2 separate regions of the Canis lupus genome follow, and region 1 is linked to region 2. The links are chromatin contacts, called in public Hi-C maps. All regions are on one chromosome and are shown on one strand. The core of a region is the stretch at or near the end of the contact, and the rest is flanking DNA. Distances in the headings are between cores, read along the strand shown. Region 1 holds the start of ZBTB18 (zinc finger and BTB domain-containing protein 18). Region 2 holds the start of AKT3 (RAC-gamma serine/threonine-protein kinase).

The links. Hi-C and Micro-C count contacts between places; a contact is called where the count stands out from the background.
Region 1: a contact with region 2 is called in a Hi-C map of blood, with 2.2 times the contacts expected there. The contact joins the promoter of ZBTB18 here to the promoter of AKT3 in region 2. A contact is called at or near these places in 3 of 9 Hi-C or Micro-C datasets (amygdala and blood).

The regions. Positions count from the first base shown.
Region 1 is chr7:35,066,095-35,070,267 of UU_Cfam_GSD_1.0, reverse strand. ZBTB18 (zinc finger and BTB domain-containing protein 18) reads right to left here and starts at 2,093. Exons shown (of 2, transcript XM_038542739.1): 1 at 1,978-2,093. It overlaps LOC111096696 (a long non-coding RNA gene), which reads right to left. Exons shown (of 4, transcript XR_005362219.1): 4 at 3,504-4,173.
Region 2 is chr7:34,884,878-34,888,864 of UU_Cfam_GSD_1.0, reverse strand. AKT3 (RAC-gamma serine/threonine-protein kinase) reads left to right here and starts at 1,675. Exons shown (of 13, transcript XM_038542735.1): 1 at 1,675-1,729.

The sequences.
Region 1 (4,173 bases), core at 844-3,343, 180 kb before region 2:
GTTTAGTTTCAAAGGCAGCTTAGGGATATTTTTAAACCAACCCAATTGACATCTCCAGTCCCATTTCAACATTATTACGGTACTTTCATTTTTTTTTTTTTTCCTGCCAAGATAATGGCATACATGTCTCAATGCTGGGAGACTATACAGAACTATTACTACAGCCGGGTTCACCTTATTATTTCCCTCTTAATTTTAACTATTTGTGTCCTACAACCTACTCAATAAAATTTCTACATTGCCACTACATGCAAATTTCAACTCTCACTATCAACAAGGTGAAACTGCACTTTCTGAAATCCTGGAAAGTACTTCAGTTCAATGAGACAAATTAATAAACTGATACAACCTGCTACGGCCGCTTAAAATGAACACTGCACCTGCATATCTGATCTGACTCTCCGCTCAGGGGAGAAAAAAAAAATTAAAAAAAAAAAAAAAGCAGAACTTTGTCTTCCCCTTGATCTGTGTCCCATAACAATCTTTTTTTGGGTCACTCTGTGATGTTTCGTGATCACAAGAAAACCTTTCAGCTTTCAGTAAGAAGGGGGGGGGGCAAGTCTAGTAAGTTTGGGAACTTTTCAGCTCGACTTTGTGGGTCTTTTTCTAATGGCTGATGAAATCATAACGTAACCCGGGCTGGGCTGCCCCGTGCCCTGCAAGGTGCTGCGACATCTGTGAATGTCAAAGCCATCCCCACGGGCTCGGGAGGGCGAGGCGCAGCGCAGGCCCGAGGCGCGAGCGTCGCAGCCCTGCTGGTCACCGCCCGGTCCTCACCCGAACACCGCGGCACAGTTAACCAGTAACAAACACCGGCGTCTCCGTCCAGTCTCCCTCGCTCTGCCAAAGTCACAGACCGAACTTTCTCTAACTTCGCGGTGAATGACAGGATGACGAACGCCTATTGCGGGAGGCACTCTTCGGGAGCCACATTCCTTCCCAGCCACACAACCTATTCTCCACAAATGCCCTCGCCCCATTCCAACGTATCAGACATTAATCACCCCATTTACCCGGTGGGGTGGGGGGTGAGTGACAGTTTAATGAGTCCCAAGCACCGCAATGGGCCAGCGACTCCCACCCCACAAATCAACCCCTTCGCAGTCCTGCTACCGCGGGGTCCAGGGACGGACTGTGAGGCTGGGCTTCTGTTTCTCCCGAGGGGTGGGGGCGAGGGTGCGGAGTGGGGCCGGGGGTGGGGTGGGTAAGAAATGCAAATCTCCACGTAGTTCGCCGTGCATAAAACACACGGGGAAAGAGGAAGGTTAAACCACAGGGAAGGAGGTGGAGGGCGGAGAGCCGGTGCAGCAGGAAAACACCTTCCACAGCAGACGAGAAAACAGACCCGGGTCACGGCAACAACAAAAGAAAAGTCGTAAGAAGCAGCCCGCGGGAGGAGGGTGGCTGCTACCGCTTCCCCGACGCCGCGGCGCGCGAGCCCCCGGGGCCTCCCGGCAACTGCACCAGCCCGGGAGGGGCCCCTCCCCCGCCGGCCCCCTCCCCCCCGGGCGCCACTGCAGCTGCACCGGTCCCCGGAGCCGCGGCCGTCCCGGGCGCCGCTGCAGCTGCGGCGGCTCCCAAGCCCCCCTCCCCCAGCCCGCCGCCCTCCGCACCCGGGAGGCGCCGCCGCAGCTGCACGGGCCGGGAGCCCGCCCCGCGCCGCAGCTGCACCGGCCGCGGGGAGGGGGGCGGGGGGCGCGGCGCGGAGCCGGCGAGCCCGCACCCCGCCCGACCCCGCAGCTGCGGCGGCCCCGTCCCCGCGCCCGGCCTCCCGCAGCTGCGCCGCCCCCCGCCGCCCCAACCGCTCCGAGCACACAAACTAAACTCCACTCGCGGGGGCGCCCCCGGCCCGGCCCGGCCCGCCCTCCGCCCGCCCCGGCCCGGCCCGGGCCGCACAGCTGGCGCCCCCCGCCCGCCAGGGGGGCCGGGCGCGGAGGGGGCGCCGGGTCAGGGGCCGGGGCGGGCGCCGGCACTCACACGGAGCGGCCCTAAGTCACCGCGTCCCCGCCGCCGCCGCCGCCGCCGCCGCCGCCGCCGCCGCGTCCTCCGCCTCCTCCTCCTCTTCCTCCCGGCCGCCGCCGCCGCCGCCGCCGCCGGACTTGGTGGGCTTCCTCCTCCTCTGGCCCCCCTCCCTCCCGGCCCCCCCGCCCCCCAATCCCGGCTCCGTCGCCCGCTCCCCCTGCCCCCTCCCTCCCTCCCACCCACCCCCGCTGGCAGCCGGAGGAGCGCGGCGGAGCGAAGAGGGCCCCACTCTCAACGGCTCCCCATGGCAGCAGCCCAGCGGCGGCCGCAGCCTGCCAGACACAGCGAGGGAGCGAGCGAGGGAGCGAGTGCGGAGCCGCCGGCCGGGAGGGGGGGCGGGGAGGGGGGGCGGGCGGGGGAGGGGGAGGGGAGGGGGCGGGAGGACGCACCACGCACGCACGCGGCGGCGCCGGCCAGATGTTCCCCCCCGCCCGGCCTCGGCCCGCCCCTCTCCTCCCCCTGCCTCCCTCCCTCCCGGCGTTGGGCCCCTGCGATTGACCGTAAGCGGCTGGGCCGGCGCTCCCCGCCCGCCCCCAGCGCGCGGCCTCCTCCAATGGGAGGGCGGCCTCGCGGGAGGGCGGGGGGAGTGGCGGGCGACCGTCGGACTGACAGGAGGGCGCAGCCAATGGGCGAGGCGGGCCGGAGCTGCCGCTCGCGCGAGCCAATCGCGGGCAGGAGCTGTTGCGGTGGGCGGGGCCCGGGCGGGCGGGGGGCCGGTAGCGAGGCGGCGCGGGGCGGAGTCCTCGGGCGCAGCGGCGGCGGCGGCAGCGGCGCCCCTCTGGGTGACTTGGCCGTGAGAAAGTGAAAGGAGCCCGCAGGCGGCAGCGACAGCTGCGCTGGGAGGGGCCTGTCTCCGGGCTCCGGGGCCTCGCGCGCCCCGGGGGGGTGCGGCGCGACCTTCTCGGGGCGCACCGTGACCACCAGAAACACACTTTTAAAAGCGCTGGGGCCGGCGTGCGCCGAGTTGCGCAGGTATCCTCGGGAGGCAGGGCGCGCGGGGACGCGGGGGACGCGGCGCAGTCGTGGCCCGCCCGAGCGCGGGGAGCGGAACCGAGCGGCGCCCGCGCTCCGTCCCGCCCCCCCGCCCCCCCGCCCCCCGGTGCAGGTCGGGGCGCCGCGGCCGCGGGCTCCGGGAGGCCAGTCGGGGCGTCGCTCCCCGGACGAGGTCTGGCTCCGGGAGACACGCCTGCGGCCCCCGCGGCCCCGGGGCACTCGCCCTCTCACCAGCACACACTCCCAAGCGACCAAATTCTAGAGAACTCCGGTAAAATTGGTAGTTGTGGAAGCCGTAGCCGGATTCCTTAATTGGTACGTATCAAGCCACAGCGTTCAGCCACCGAGGGAAGATGTGAGACAGACTGCGGTGCCGCTGTCCCCTCCCTCCAGAGGAACTTTTATCTGATCCTGCCTCTTGGCTATGAAAGTGGGTCCATCACGGCAACGGAGAAATGTAGAGACTTCGCAAGAAATTGCAAATCTTGTTGAGGCGGGGATGACAAAGTGGAGCAGCAAGTAAAAAAAAAAAAAAAAAAAAAAAAAGGTTCAAGAATGTACAATAGCAAATTGCACAGTAAGGAAGTCAGTGCACTAGTAATTGTCACATGAAATGTGTTTATTCTTTGCTAACTGAACCGGGACTGGCAAGCCTGTTGCTAACCAACTTGCCAGGAGACCTTTCAACTGAGCAAAATGTGCTTTCACTTTGTTCCAGGTCAAATGGGTAAACTAAGTTGAGAGCATTGTGTGGGCAAATCAGACATGTTGAATTACTAATGAAGTCCAAACAGGAGCACGTAACATTCCTGGAGCTGAAATACAGTTGGGCTGTCCTGTTAGAAACAATCCGATGTTCTCTTTCCTGGGCTTTTTCACATGCCCTCGGGATGGATCACTGAGATCAAGGCCATCCTGTGATAATTAGTTCCTTAGTTCATGAAACATACCGTTGTATGTATGCTTTTGGTGAATTCTAGATCTTTTAGTCTATTGGTAGAAGGCCCAATTTCAGTTTGCTCTGTTTCCAGTTAGGGAAATTTGTAAATTTTCTTGATGGATGCAACATACTATTAAAAAAAAAAAAATGTGAAAAGGAGCACATGCTTTGCCAACAAGTTGAGGAAGGAAAAAGGAATAAAATGTTTGCATTCTCAG
Region 2 (3,987 bases), core at 426-2,925:
TTTTGTTGTGGCATCGTCCCCGACCAGTGGGGAAAATGGACTTAGCCCCCGTTCCTCCCCCTTTTTCCTCTTAGGTTTCATGCTGTGGTGCACCCACAGGAGGAGAGCTCGGCCGCTGTCACAGGTAGGCAGGCCGCGGGGAAGCGGGGGAGCGCGCTCGTGCGGGAGGAATTCTGCGGAAGGGAGCCAGGGGCACCACCAGGAACCTGGCGTTGGGAGCAATAGCAGGTACCCCAACAGCGACAGCCACGTGGTGAGACAATACAGGTCTTTGCAAAGTTCCAGAAGCGACACAACACGGTGTCAACAACAACAACATCAAAAAACAAAACAAAACAGAAAAACCCCCAAAACAAACCCAACAACTTCTTTCATAACTTTACGGACCGCGATGGACAGGAGAGCATGGCCTTTTGCACAAGCCGTGTCTCCACTGCACAGTCTCGGGAGCCGTGAACTTCAAAGGAAAGAGATGGCTATCTCCTTCGTAGTGAATGCAGCACATCATGGCTTCCCCCAAGTCCACGCAAACTACTCTCCCTAAGAAGGGTGTCGTGCGAAGAGTCCCGCCGGTCCCGCGCGGCCGCGGCTCCCCGGAGAGGCGTGCTCGGGCCGCGCGGCCAGGTCTCCGCCGACAGCCGAGGAGGCTCCGCGCTCGGGGCCGAGCCCGGGGGGCGCGGGGTCGCGGGGGCGCGGGGGGCGCGGGGGCCCGGGGGGCGCGGCCCGCCCACCTCCCCGGGGGCGCCGCCGGGCCTCGGGGGGCCGCCGCGGGCCACGAGGGCGCGGGCACCGCCAGAACTTCCCGCCCGGGAGCGCCTGCCCCCGCTGCCGGCTCCGGCGGGCTGGGGGGGATGTTCTCGCGAGAGGAGAGGGGGCGCGGGGCGCCGCGGGTTGGGGGGCGCGGGGAAGCCTGCGGACGAGGGCGCGGCAGGGAGGGGAGCCGAGGCGGCGGCAGGGCCGGGGACGCGGGGAAGCCGCTCCCGCCAGTCGCCGAGAGCCAGCCCCTGACGTCAGGAGTTTTCCTCAAAGTCAACAACAAGCCCCGCGGCGGCGGCGGCGGCGGCGGCGGCGGCGGCGGCGGCGGCGACGAGCAGCGATCGGCGGCGGGGCCCGGGAGGGAGGAAGGAGGGGGCGGGGAGGCGGCGGCGGCGGCGGCGGGGTCCCCCGGGCGAGGCGCGGCCCCCTCCCCCCCAGAGGAGGCCGCGGGCCCCCGACCCGCGCCGGGCGCGCCCCGGGCCCCGCAGCCTCCGCCCGCCGCCGCCTCGCCGGCGTGACCCGACCCCCGCCCGAGCGGTGTTTTCTGGTGATGAATTGAATTTGTAGCCGATATCCGATTCCCATGTAGAGTCTCCGCCTCCTCCTCCCCCCGCCGCCGCCCGCCCTCCCTCCCTCCCTCCGCCCTCCCCTCCCGCCGCCGCCGCCGCCGCCGCCGCCTCCCGCTCCAGCTCCGCGGCCCGGCCCGGCCGGCTCCCTCCTCCCTCCCCTGCAGCCTTCGCCTGCCCTCCCGCCGGCCGCACCGGGCTCCAGGGGGGCCAGAGGCTCTGCGGGGTGGGGGGAGGACAGGAGGGGAGGAGGAGGGAGGGGGGACCCCCGAGTCGCCCCCTCTCCTCCCCCCGCCCCCCCGGCTCCATCCTCCGCCGCCGCCCGAGCAGCTGCGGGGCCGCCGCCGCCGCCGCCGCCGCCGCCGCCGCCGCCGCCGCCGCCGCCGCCGCCGCCGCCGCCTTTGCAGGTAACAGCCACCGCCCCCCGCTCGCCCCCTCCCCGCCGGGCCTCCTCTCCCTCCGGGCCCCCGGCCCCGGGCCTCCCTAGGGCGGGGGGGTGGTGTGGGGGGAGGCGGGGGCGTCTGGGTTGTCACCGCGCCGGGGGCGTGGGCGGGGGCTGGGTCACCGGAGGCTCGGGTGTGGGTGTGGGTGGGGAGGCCGGGGGATGCCCGGCGCCGCTGACACCGGCACCCCCTCACTTTCCGGGGGAAGCTGGGGGGCGGCGGCGCGCGGGGGGCCGGGGAGGGTGTTCCCGGCCTAGCGGTACCGGCCGCGTCTGCGCTGCCCCGGCCCTGGCGCCTCCAGCCGCTGCGCAGCGCCCGCTCCCCGCCGGCCCGGGCGGCGCGGCGTGGGGAGGGGGCCCCGGCCGGGCGGGGGCGGGGCGGGGGCGGCGGCGGCGGCGGGGGCGGCGGCGGGCTTATATAACGCGGGGACGGCCGGTGCCGGCGTGTTTGGGTTGGGGGGAGGGGGCCGTCTGCCGCGCGGCCCGGCGCGGGGGCTGTCTGCGCGCGCGGGGTGGGGTGCAGGCGAGGATGCTCCGGCGTCCCCCGGGGTCTCCTTCCTCCCCACCCTCCCCTGCTGCCGGCGCGCAGGAAAAGACGGCCCTGGGGGGGGGGGGGGGCGGTGTGTGTGTGTGTGTGTGTGTGTGTGTGGGAGGTGGGTAACGTGCTCGTCTGTGTTTTTAATAGTAGTGGGGTTTTAATCCGCTTGGGAGTTGTGTGCTAAGAATAGAAATGTGCGGAAGATGCTGGGTTTGGCGGATCCAGTGATGCTGTCGCTGCTGGCGCGGCGGCGGCTCAGGCTGCAAGTAAACAAACCAGCCTCTTCCTCGTCCACCTCCTCCTCCTCCTCCTGCGCATCGGTCTGCATCAGCCATGATGCTTGCTGGGCCCTAAGAGCCCAAAGTTGAAGCCTAGCTGGTCGCCGTGTACACCCTGACTTCCAGGCGGGGTCATTCCTTGTTTGGGATTACCCGGGGATCTTCACTTAGGCTGAATTGAGTCTCTTTGGGGCCAGGGTTTCAAAACCGGTATTTACTGTATATTTTCTGAAAGCAGGGGGGAAAGGCTTACCCATAAGCCAAGGGTAGGATGCTCCCATTTCTTGCACCAAGAGAACGTTGTGAAAATAAAACCAACCCATTTCACCAGTGTGGTAATTGGTCGAGAGCCCAGTAGTTTGTAATTGATTACGTTTTCAAGTAGAAATTCGCAGCGAAACCTATGTATCTGTATTAAGTAGTACCATTAAGAAAATGTTCACACTTTTCTAGTTCATCTTGTAGCAAAAACATGTGAGATGATGACTTCTTGCAGTTAATAATACCTTGCCAACTGCTTCAAATCATCAAGTTAGACATATGTTCCATATTTGTAAAGGCATGGTCATTTTATATCTTTTAGTAGGCTGTAAATTACTAGTCAACCCCTGGGGTTTGGTTTTTGGTGGAAGCTCATTAAATTAGGTTATACGTTGTTAGGAAATAGTTGAAAAAGCCAAAGCTAGATGAGTCCAATAAACATGGTTTAGGAAAGTTTGTTTTCAGAACTTAAATATCCTTGCAAAATATGTATAAATGAATATGAATATTCCAGGAGGTGGTGGTCCAAAACCAATACACACATCCAGGAAGTGGTTGTGTAAAACGTGAACGTGTTTTTTTTTTTTTTATCACGAAGTCTAGTTTTTAGTAAACTATTAGCTTTTTAAGGTGAATGCATAATAATTTGGAGTATATATATAGGGACTGTTGGTTTTTTTTTATTTTTTTTTTTCTTTTGCCAACACACAATCTTGATTTTGAAAGTTTACCGAGGAGGTTGTATTTGAAGATCTGCTTCTTGTTTGTCTCACTAGGGCTGACCCCAATATCTTTGATTGGCTTGAGCTTCTAATTTTAAAGTGAGGGAGTGCATATATCACATGAATGAGACAGCACTGGAATTTAGATGAATGTACAGCTGTAGCGTTCTGTTGTATGTTTGCGGTATGTGTTTTCAGTAGTAGGTTTTCCTACAGAATTAAAAAAATACCTAGTCCAAAGTATTTCTACCAAAAAACTTAGGAAACTGTTATTTCTATTCATTTTGTCCTCTATACTTAGTCTTTCTGTAATGATTACTTCTGTAATGATTACTTTAGTGAGTTTTCCAACTTAAAATTAATTTTTAGTTTGACAACTCTAAGTTGTGTATGTAAAGGTACTTAAGGGGGTTCAGCTTTGGAC